3 separate regions of the Mus musculus genome follow, and regions 1 and 3 are each linked to region 2. Evidence: chromatin contacts called from public Hi-C data. All regions are on one chromosome and are shown on one strand. The core of a region is the stretch at or near the end of the contact, and the rest is flanking DNA. Distances in the headings are between cores, read along the strand shown.

The links. A called contact is a pair of places that touch in the nucleus more often than the background predicts.
Region 1: a Hi-C map of the N1E-115 cell line shows a contact between it and region 2, with 4 times the contacts expected there. The contact joins two enhancer-like sites. A contact is called at or near these places in 1 of 15 datasets of contacts at CTCF or cohesin (CD8 T cells), 4 of 484 Hi-C or Micro-C datasets (the N1E-115 cell line, cerebellar granule neurons, cerebellum and 1 more), 1 of 115 datasets of contacts at active chromatin or transcription factors (embryonic stem cells) and 4 of 9 other capture datasets (adipose tissue, embryonic stem cells, liver and 1 more).
Region 3: a Hi-C map of the N1E-115 cell line shows a contact between it and region 2, with 9 times the contacts expected there. The contact joins two enhancer-like sites. A contact is called at or near these places in 1 of 39 promoter capture datasets (embryonic stem cells), 3 of 15 datasets of contacts at CTCF or cohesin (embryonic stem cells, large pre-B cells and pro-B cells), 28 of 484 Hi-C or Micro-C datasets (3T3-L1-derived adipocytes, the C10 cell line, the HPC-7 cell line and 10 more), 10 of 115 datasets of contacts at active chromatin or transcription factors (the SCID.adh cell line, T-cell acute lymphoblastic leukemia, bone marrow-derived dendritic cells and 2 more) and 4 of 9 other capture datasets (adipose tissue, embryonic stem cells, liver and 1 more).

The regions. Positions count from the first base shown.
Region 1 is chr12:108,952,669-108,955,995 of GRCm38.p6, reverse strand. The region is part of intron 2 of Wdr25 (WD repeat domain 25); the gene reads right to left. Among named protein-coding and RNA genes, the nearest start is that of Wdr25, 60 kb to the right of the region's middle. Within about 2 kb of position 2,020, at least 50 of the 459 cell types and tissues checked have an H3K27ac peak or open chromatin away from gene starts, as enhancers often do. A contact at or near this core is called in the N1E-115 cell line, where this site is marked.
Region 2 is chr12:109,020,686-109,023,799 of GRCm38.p6, reverse strand. The region is part of intron 4 of Wdr25 (WD repeat domain 25); the gene reads right to left. Among named protein-coding and RNA genes, the nearest start is that of Gm52002, 23 kb to the left of the region's middle. Within about 2 kb of position 1,274, at least 10 of the 459 cell types and tissues checked have an H3K27ac peak or open chromatin away from gene starts, as enhancers often do. A contact at or near this core is called in the N1E-115 cell line, where this site is marked.
Region 3 is chr12:108,902,723-108,905,920 of GRCm38.p6, reverse strand. All of the region lies in intron 2 of Wdr25 (WD repeat domain 25), which reads right to left. Among named protein-coding and RNA genes, the nearest start is that of Wdr25, 10 kb to the right of the region's middle. Within about 2 kb of position 1,775, at least 40 of the 459 cell types and tissues checked have an H3K27ac peak or open chromatin away from gene starts, as enhancers often do. A contact at or near this core is called in the N1E-115 cell line, where this site is marked.

The DNA.
Region 1 (3,327 bases), core at 771-3,270, 69 kb after region 2:
TCCAACAAGAGGTAGAAACAGAAAAATCCCAGGAGACTGTGAGCCAAATAGACTGGTATACAGAAATAAAGAGAGACTGCGTCAAACAAGGTGGAAGGCGAAGGCTAACACCTGAGGTTGTCTTCTGACCCTACAAGTAAGTAGTAGTGTGTACAAATCGTGCGTATACATATACACATACCTACACTACACATAAACAAAACAAGATTTTTTTTAAAGGTTTGTATATATGCATATGCACCCACAATGGAGTTTTATTCCACTGTAAAGAATGAAATAGCCAGGTACACACCTTCAATCCCAATGGTCAGAAGGCAGAGGCAAGTAGATCTCTGAGTTCAAGACCAGATTGATCCACAGAGTGAATTCTAGGACAGCCAAGGCTACACAGAGAGATCCTGCCTCACTAAAGAGAGGAGGAGAGTGTAATTCTGTCACAGGAAACCGGATGGAACTGGGAATTGTCACATTAAACTAAAGTAGACAGAATCAGAAAGACAGACAGACCTTGCATGTTTCCTCACAAATAAAATGTAGGTTAAAATAAGAGTAAACAGAGGCACGTGTGGGGAGGAATCTAAGCAAACAGGATAGCAAGCAGGGGGGCGAGAGCACGCATGGTGCATGTCTTTCACTCAGGCAAACACGGTCTGCTTTGGGGGGGGGTTGGCTTTTGTTTTCTTTGTAGTTTTGTTGTTGATGGGTTTTTTGTTGTTGTTGTTGTTCTTGGTGGTAGTAGTGGTGGTGCTTCTGGTTTGTTTGTTTGTTTGTTTGTTTGTTTAGATAGAATCTTACCATATAGTCCTGGCTGACCGGAACTCAGAGATCCACCTGCTTCTGCTTCCTGACAGCTAGGATTAAAGAGCACACCACTGTACCTCACTTAAAGTATGTGTGTGAGGGGGAGGGGGAGGGAGAGAGGGAGAGGGGGAGGGAGGGGGGGGAGACCCAGAGACCAGGGGAAATGAGGGAGGGATCAGATAGGAGCTAAGTACAATGATATACACATATAAAATGTAATTAAATCCATTCATTTATACATTAACCAAAATTTACTCTTTACACTTGCCCCCCACACGGCTCCCTCGCCCACTCAGTCTGACAGTCTATCCTGCCCCCAAACAGCACATAGCCCCCCATCCAAATCTGCCTGTGCCTCCACCTGCCACTGCAGCTCCTAGGGAAAGTCCCCCAAGCCCACACCTTGGAATGTCAGAATCTGCTAACCAATGACTAAGTAGACTGTTGAACAGAGTGCCTCCTGTGTGTTCATGACGGTGATGCCAGAGAGTTCTGGAAAACAGAGTCTTGTCTCTGGCCTGGTTTCAGGACCAAATCAGGCAGGGCTCTGTCTGTCTGCCTTGGCTGATTAAAGTGATGAACAGGAAGTAAGCACAGGCTGTTTACTGGCCCCACACCGAGTCCTCTCAAAATGCCAGGGACTGGGTACTTTGACACAAATTCAGCAACAGCATCTTTAATCATTTCAGGGTTAATAAAAAATGTCAATTATGTTTGTCATCATGGTTATCCTGGGGGAACAATCCCAGCACAGACAATCTTTGGCCAAATGACAGCCTGCACTATTTGTCACAGGTCCTTCCAGCTGCCTCACTGATGAATTAATCGAGTTGGTTGCCTCCCCCTGGCCAATCCATTCATAAATAATCAGAAGTAATATGGATCTCGCAAATAAGCCTGACCTGCAGATCGCTATCCCTAAAGAAGAAAGGCAATAAACATTAGGGACAAGGCTCCAAGTCCATCTGAAGGAGGACACCTGCTGGGGAAGCGCCAGGCTCCCCCACACGGGCAGCACGCAGCACGCCTGTCTGTGCAGTGGAGTTCTTCTCCTGTGGAGCTCAGTACAGGTCCCCACAGGGCACAGCTTCTGCATCAGGCTCATCAGCCTCTCCCTGCTCCCACCCCCCAACCTCATTATGGGGCCCCATTCTACAGCTAACACAAAACAGGAGCTCAGAACAGCCTGGAGAGGCAAGCCTCCTGGGGACTAAAAGCCAGGTGTCTAGCGCCACCCTGCTGCCCACAGCCAAAAGGGCTGGCTGAGTGCTGCTGGTCTCCACTGGAGTAGGAGGGGTTCGCAGCCAAGGAATCCTGGAGTGCTCTACTGGGCAGGAGCAAATGCATCAGAACACTGCCTACAACAACTGCCTTCAATGTGCAGCAGGAAGTGGAATCCCGGGGGGAAACACTACCTTCTACCCCTGAGTTACTTCAAACAATGCTCTCAGAAAACCTGCCTCAATTAAACATTCTATCAAAGAGTAGCGTGACAGGAACAGGACAGGACAGCTTTCTACATACAGCTCTTCACACGGAGTCCTGTCTCGGAGACATGGATCTGAGCCCTGGGACAAACTTCCCACCTTCCCCCCAGCACCTGAGCACACTCTGACTATCCCTGTTAACACCAATGCTTTACCAAATCCTCAGACATTCAAGTCATTTGTATTTTCAGAGAGAACACGGACAGCGAGAGATATCTGCGAGTATTCCCGGAGCTGATGTTAAAGCTGTAGCAATTCAAAGGGTTAAGCTGAGCATAACTCCTCAGAGATCACTGTTAGCTTTCTTGCCTTGCTGTCACATAAAACGTGTCCACCCCCACACGGCAACGGGGAGATGCCAACTGTCCTTCCAGAGAGTTCTGTTGCAAGTGAGAAACCCAGATGACACACTTCTTCCACAGCCCAGCAGTCATTAGGTTTACAAGTTCGCTTTCATGAGACAGGCAAACCTTTATTCTGACAGCTTCCCTCAACTGCTGGCAGGCCTAGCTCCTTCCTAAGCATTAAGATCTCATGAATGGCTACAATGGTGGTACATACTGTGCCAGGCTGCCATTCACTCAATCCTATTGGCAGCCAGCCATGTGATATACATGTGAGATGGGACCCGTGGATGAACCTGACCAGCCAGGGATGCCCAGGCAGAGCCTCCATGTTGAGAGTATCTGCCTGAGTCAATGCATGACAGCCATGGCTTACACATGCTACTTATAACCAGCAACCACCCAAGATGATGTCATGCCATACATCACCAGCAAGTAAAGGGCAAGAGGAGAAGTGGCACCTTCCTAGGACACAGTCAGAAAGTGCCCAAGAAGGCTCTGGCCCACTGCTCCATGCCACACTGCTGGGCTGTCTCAGAGCAGGGTAACCTGATCACGAGCCAGAAAGCACAGGCCTCAAGAGAGGTGCTTGAAGTAACTACAATTTAGAAGACTGACTATGCTGAACTCAAATCTTAGCTCTGCCTGTTACCAGCTGTGTGGCCCTAAGCCTCATACTATACCTCTCTGAGTCT
Region 2 (3,114 bases), core at 25-2,524:
CCTCTTCACAAGTAGGCTTCTACTGGAGTGACATCAGACCCACCCACCCCCAAGCCCTGAAGAGGAGAGGCCAGCCCTGCAGAGACATGAAGGCAGGACAGGGCCACAGTCTTCCCCTCACAGATGCTTCTAGGAGCGTCTCCAGCTACAAGAGCTGCCTGCTTTCTTGTGTGTCATCCCACGAGACCAGGATCCATGGGCACAGGCCCACAAGGCATCCAGGTCCCACACTGCTGCTGAGATATACCCCCGCTAGGCATGAACCTGGGGAGGGCAGGACATGTCACAGCCCCCAATATCTGCCCCACAAGCTTACCCAACACCCAATGTTCAAGCACAGTTCTGCTTTCTGGTGGGCAGAGGGGTCAGCAAGCAAACTGGCTCTGAGGGTCTTCCCTGCCCCTGTTCATCCCTAAACAGTCCAATCCCACCACCCTTAGACCCCTTCTCCCATGCCCTTTGGGACTGTGTGGCCATGTTAAGATACCTCCGCTCACCCTTCCCCTCTAACTGTCTCCATCAACCGCAGGCCAGGTCGCCAGGCATCAAGAGCTAACTAGGAACACCAGTGACTATAGAGTAAGAAACTGCTCTGGCCACATCTCACCTCTCAGACACATCTCTGCAGGTGGCCTGGATCCTTCTCCCTGGTGAATCCGTGCAGAGCCGGCCAGGTCATAGAGGACAGCAGTTAGTGGTCACCATGTGTGCCCTGGGATATGTGTGGCCTTAAGAGCACATGCCCTGTAGCCTCCTTGGGTTAGGCCAGGGGATGATGAAGGCACCTGGGGCTCTCCCTGTATTTTCTAACTCAGGACAACAGCCTAGAAAGGCATACCTAGGGGCCATCTGCCATGCATGTCAGAACTACCTATACCCTGCACCTTCCAAGTAAACTCTACCAGAACAAAAGGCACACATCTTCTCAGAATGGCTACAAATAGCACAGTTCATTAGGGCACCATAAAAGCAAATGGCTGGGAAACTGGCCGTGTTACAGATGAACCCTGCCAATGAGGCACAGCTGTGGGCAGGAAGCTAGCCTTCGGAGTGCTCCTCACCGCATGGCAGACTTTCCTTCCCGCTGAGACATACCCTGTAGGCTGGGGAGTTTTACGGCAACCTTGATTATTACCTGGGCAGCTGGCACGCCCTACCTCGGGACTGGAGCCAAGGAGGAGAGCCTCCACTGGCAACCCCAGACCCACTGGAAAAGCCTGGCTGTGGGGAAGGTAGACGACAGCTTGTGTCATAGCTGGAGAATTAAGACCGCCTGTGGATAATCAACCTGGACTCCGATGGACTGTTCATGCCGACCAAGGCACAGCCTTGCCTCTTTGAGGCTCTGGCTCTCTCGGATCGAATGGGCTGTTCCAGTGAGGTTCTGGCCATGGCCCAGGTCTCCACTCCCAGATTGTTCCATTTCCCTGATATCAGGCATATGGGCTTCTTCAAGTGTGAGAATGTGACAGTCTATACATGCCAGCTCTAGAGCATGCTTGTAGGGCTTGTCCCTCAGGCCGAGTCAGTCACAGAGCTTTGAGAATGACCATTAAAATGTCTGTAGACATTAGAGAAGCAACAGAACTTTATACTAATAAAGCAAAGGAAAACATAAATCAGAGAAGACAACGTGACTGGATTCCTCTACGGGCCAGGCTTTGGGGTACTTCCCAGACACAATTTTACAGCCAGGAGCAGTGAGAGAGAGGCCAGTCCGGCTGACCAAGTGGCAACTAACTAACACAGCTCACTCACAGGCAGAAAATGAGCAGATAAGTAACGAACGAGTAACAGGCAGCCACGTGGGAGAGGCGTTTGTAAGGGGCATTAGATGCAAAGGTTACCATCTGCAACACCAGCAGCCTCTGAGACAAGACAGCCTCTGAGAAAGCCTGAGCTCCACAGAAGATGGCGAGAGGACGCAGCTCATCGACAGGGAAATGGCTTCGACCTTGCTTATAACAAGAGCAATTTAAGCAAACTTAAATGTCATCCCTTGCCTATTAAATGAGCAAACTCCCAGAGTCTGACAGCACCTCTGTTGGGTGGTGTCAGGGTGTTGGATGCTATAAGCTGCTGGCAGAGATGCACAGACTCAGAGAGGAGGGGCCGGGCAACCCAGGGCAACACTACAGACGTGCGGCACCCTGCAACCCACAACCCACCCCACACCCAACAACTGGTTATAGAGCTGCACGGGCGGGCAGGACACCAAGATGTCAGCATGATGTCAAAGACAGTGAAGAACTGGGAACAGCCCAGCGTACGCCACGGAGAGCACGGAGAGGACTTGGGTACCGCCATGCCTGTTGCAACACCAGGGAGCCTGTCCTGCTAAAGCCAACACCAGGGCCCCATGTTCAGAGCCCCGCTGCAGAGGTAGAGAGGGAATGAGCAGAGGGTGACGGAGAGGGGTGTGCACACGCGTTCAAATCTCCGCACTTGGGAGGTCAAGGCCAGGGGATCTAAGTTCAAAGTCATCCTTAGTCACAAAGCAGCAGACGCTTGAGATCCCATTTAATAAGCGCACAATAGGAATGTAAGCTTAAAATAAAAATCAAGCAGTACATTTCACCAGTAGAGGAAGGGGACAGAATGAGGGAGATGGAGTTACCAGGGTTATTTGGTTATTTCTCTGGGGGCTGGAGAGATGGCTCAGTGGTTAGAACACATATTGCTCTTCCTGAAGATCTAGGCTTCATCCTCAGCATCCACACCCTCCTTGTTAGCATCCACGTCAGCTCGAAACTCCCAGAAAATCCAACACCCCCTTCTGGCCTCCTTGGCCACCTGCACACATGTGACTGGTGGCATACATACATACATACATACATACATACATACATACATCATACATACTCACACACATACGCACATTTAAATAAAAATCCTTTTTAAAAAAGATCTTACTTTGTAGATTTCACTCATGAATAAGGATCACTGATGACAGTTTAGGTTTCATGAACCATGTACAGTCACTGTTGCGGTATGTACTGTGTGTGTGTGTGTGTGTGTGTGTGTGTTTTGTGTGTGTGAGCACGCTCTCAGCAGAGACAGCTCAAGTGCGCGCATATTAGAGTTGATTACAGGCATAAAACCCACATTTAGCCC
Region 3 (3,198 bases), core at 526-3,025, 120 kb after region 2:
AGCTACCTCCGAAGGCAGCTTGCCTGAGGGAGGCAGCATAGCTCCCTCCTGGGTCCCCTAAGAGGTTGCTTCCCCAGCGCTGCTGAGGCTTGACTTTGGACTCAAGCAACCGTCCACCATCCAGTGGCCAGTGTGAGCGCCTGGCAACTGGGCCGTCCTCAGCAGGACCTGGCGGATGCACAAAGCACTCCAAAGGACGACAAAGGCAGCTCAGTAGCATTGATCTCAGAAACTCCATGCATTTTAAAGGGATTTATCTCAGGAACACTGAGGATGAAACTCTTTAAAAATCCATATGTACAAAAACAGACTATGAAGAGATTCACAAAAGCAGAACTACATTAAGTCAGAAGACTCTAACTGAGGTGTTTTTTGCACATTTATGTTTTAACCAATCAATATGGGTACAAGGGGGGAAATTCTCGCTTATGCCAGGGACTGGACTAGATCATTTCTTCCCATATCTGTGGCAACAGTCCTCATTGATGGCCATTCTCTCTCCTTTACCGTGATACCTGGGGATCAGAGAGACCAAGTAATCGTATGCAAAGTCCCGGCAGCACTGAGCAGCAGTAGAGTCACGCACCAAAGGCCGGCCAGTGTAAGGTTCCATTTCCCACACACAGGCCTTCTGCCGGCCGACAGTGCAAAGCCCATCTTCACTACATTAAGCAGCAGAAAAGATGGCATTTATGCACAGTGTGATCACGGCAGGACTACTTGCTTTAAAATGGACTCCAGAAGCTACAGGAAACAGCACAGGAGAGACGAGGGAAAGTGTGAGGAAAGGGACAGTCAGAAAGCTGTTTGTGGACAGTTTTTCACTGGGGACTTTGTTTGGGGGAGCGGGGATGGAACCCCAGGTCCTCTGCCTGCAGGGCAGACATTCCACCTCTGAGCTATACACCCAGCCCCACAAACAATACAAAAGACAATCTGGTGGAGGGCAAGATAGCAATGACCAGCTGGCCAGTGTCAACATGCGGGATGCAGCAGCCAGACCGGGGCGGCCTAGAGATGCGCCATGACCAGGACAGTACAAGCACTGATGTCTCCTTCGCATCTCATTTATCTGAGTCAGTCAAGTTTCCCCAGTAAGCGTCAGTTTGGCTTTTTAAAAATATGTTACAGAAGCTTGCTATTTGTTATTGAAGAAAAATCTAGAATAAAGCAAATTAACAACACGCAGCTCACAAGCTTTATGTACAGACCTGCCTAAGTAAGAACTCGTCCCCACAGCAGGAAGCACGCTGGTGCAGCAGGGAGTCCCCTGGGGGGCCTGGTCCAGCCTCTGCATGGGCAGCCAGACAAGGCTGTCTGTTTGCCTTTTTCCCTCAGAAAAGGCATCAAAGGCTGAATTCCACCTTTACGTGCAGTGGGTGTTCAAACATGCAGAGCCCAGGGAGTTCACGGAGAAATGAAAAGAGAGCATAAAGGTGTCTGTGCTGGGACTACAGCCAGGAAAGCCTCGAGCTCACGGAGGAGGGCAGGAGGGTCACCGCCTGCGACAGCGGAGCAGCGCTTCAGGGCCTGTGACTCATTGTTTTATTTTACTTAATTGCTTTGGCTGTAAATTTTTCAAAACTAATATAAGCACATTTTACAGCTCACAGAACATTTAGAGCATATTAAAATACATATCTTTCCACCGTAATGTGCCTAGCTGAAATGTGTGCCTCCAAAGCCGAGCTTTAAGGCAACGAAAGACCGGCACTTGGCTCCTCACATCAGTCAGATGAACGGAGCTGGCTTGCTCCAGATCAGAGAAAAATCATCTCAGTAAATGTTACAAGGAGTCAAGGATTCTACCACATTCTAGAAGCTTGGATGGGCAAAAGATAGCAAGTCTTACTGTGCCCCCTAGAGGTGAGCAGGATTTTTGCATGTGCACACACAAACCCTCTTAAATCAAAGCAGTGAAATCCAAAAAATGTCTTTAAACCTTCATTGATCACTTAACAGGGACCAAATCTCATGCCAGATGCTACAAAGAATATAAAAATGGGTCTGGTGTGACTTCTGCATTCACAAAGCTTACCGCCTGTTGAACATCTCAGATACAGTAAGCCACCGCTGGCAGGGACGGGAGCAAAGCCCCAGCACCCTGAGTGACAGGAGCACATGCCAGGTCCCACCCAGTTGTTCACATCCTGAGTGCCAGCACCCAGGCCAGGAAGACCAAGCACACACATAATACCTCCACCTCACAGGAATACTGGGGCTTGGTTTATAACCACAGGCATCTCTGACATCAGGGAGGGAAAAGCAGCCACCACTCAGCAGGCCACATACCAACCTGCAGGCCTAGGGTAGGACTTCCAACCTCAGGTGCACACCTGAGCCCTCCATGCCCTAACCCATCTTCCCACCACAGCTTATTGGTTCCTACTACTCATTCTGCATTCCGAACTTACTGAGAGTCCCACTTACACAAAATGATTTTCCAAACAACCCTAATCACTAAAACTATGAGACATCTTATTAAAGCCTCTGCTCGGGTTCCAGCTTGATAGTCACCCCTGGCTTATAGAAACCTGAATTTTCATAAAGATCAGGAGACTCTGCTCCTAGCATGCATGGTCAGTACTGACAACAACTCAACTATAGCAAGTGTCTTTGCCCGAAGCCATCCTTTGGATGTACTGGGGAACTAGACAGGGGCGTAGAGCACTCCCTCAAGCTTCCTGGCAGCCAAGGAGTCTCACACTAGCATCACCACCTCCGGCCCACACGCCTCCTGGGACAGGCCACACATCAGCATCCCACACACAGCCCTAAACGCAGGCTTCTCGTCATCCCAGGCAGCCCAACTGCGACCTCTTCTGGCCGTGAAGTGTCACACCAGTCCTGGCACACTTTTCTTCACCACACCCAGAGCCAAGGTGCCAACTCACTCTTTCTTAAAAAACAACATGGAGCATAGTGGCACTTGCCTTTCTCTTAGCACTCTGAAGGAAGAGAGAGGCAGGTCTTTATGGGGTCGTGACTAGCTTGATCTTCATAATGAATAACAAGGCAGCCAGGGCTACCTAGTGAGATACTATCCTAAAGAAAACAATCTTTGGGGTGAGCAAAATGGCTTATCAAGTAAAGGCACTTGCCACTGAGCCCAATCCCCAACAGTGACATAGTGGAAGAAGAACTGGCACCCCCCAAAGTTGTCCTCTGACCTCCACACATGTACCATAGCACACATGT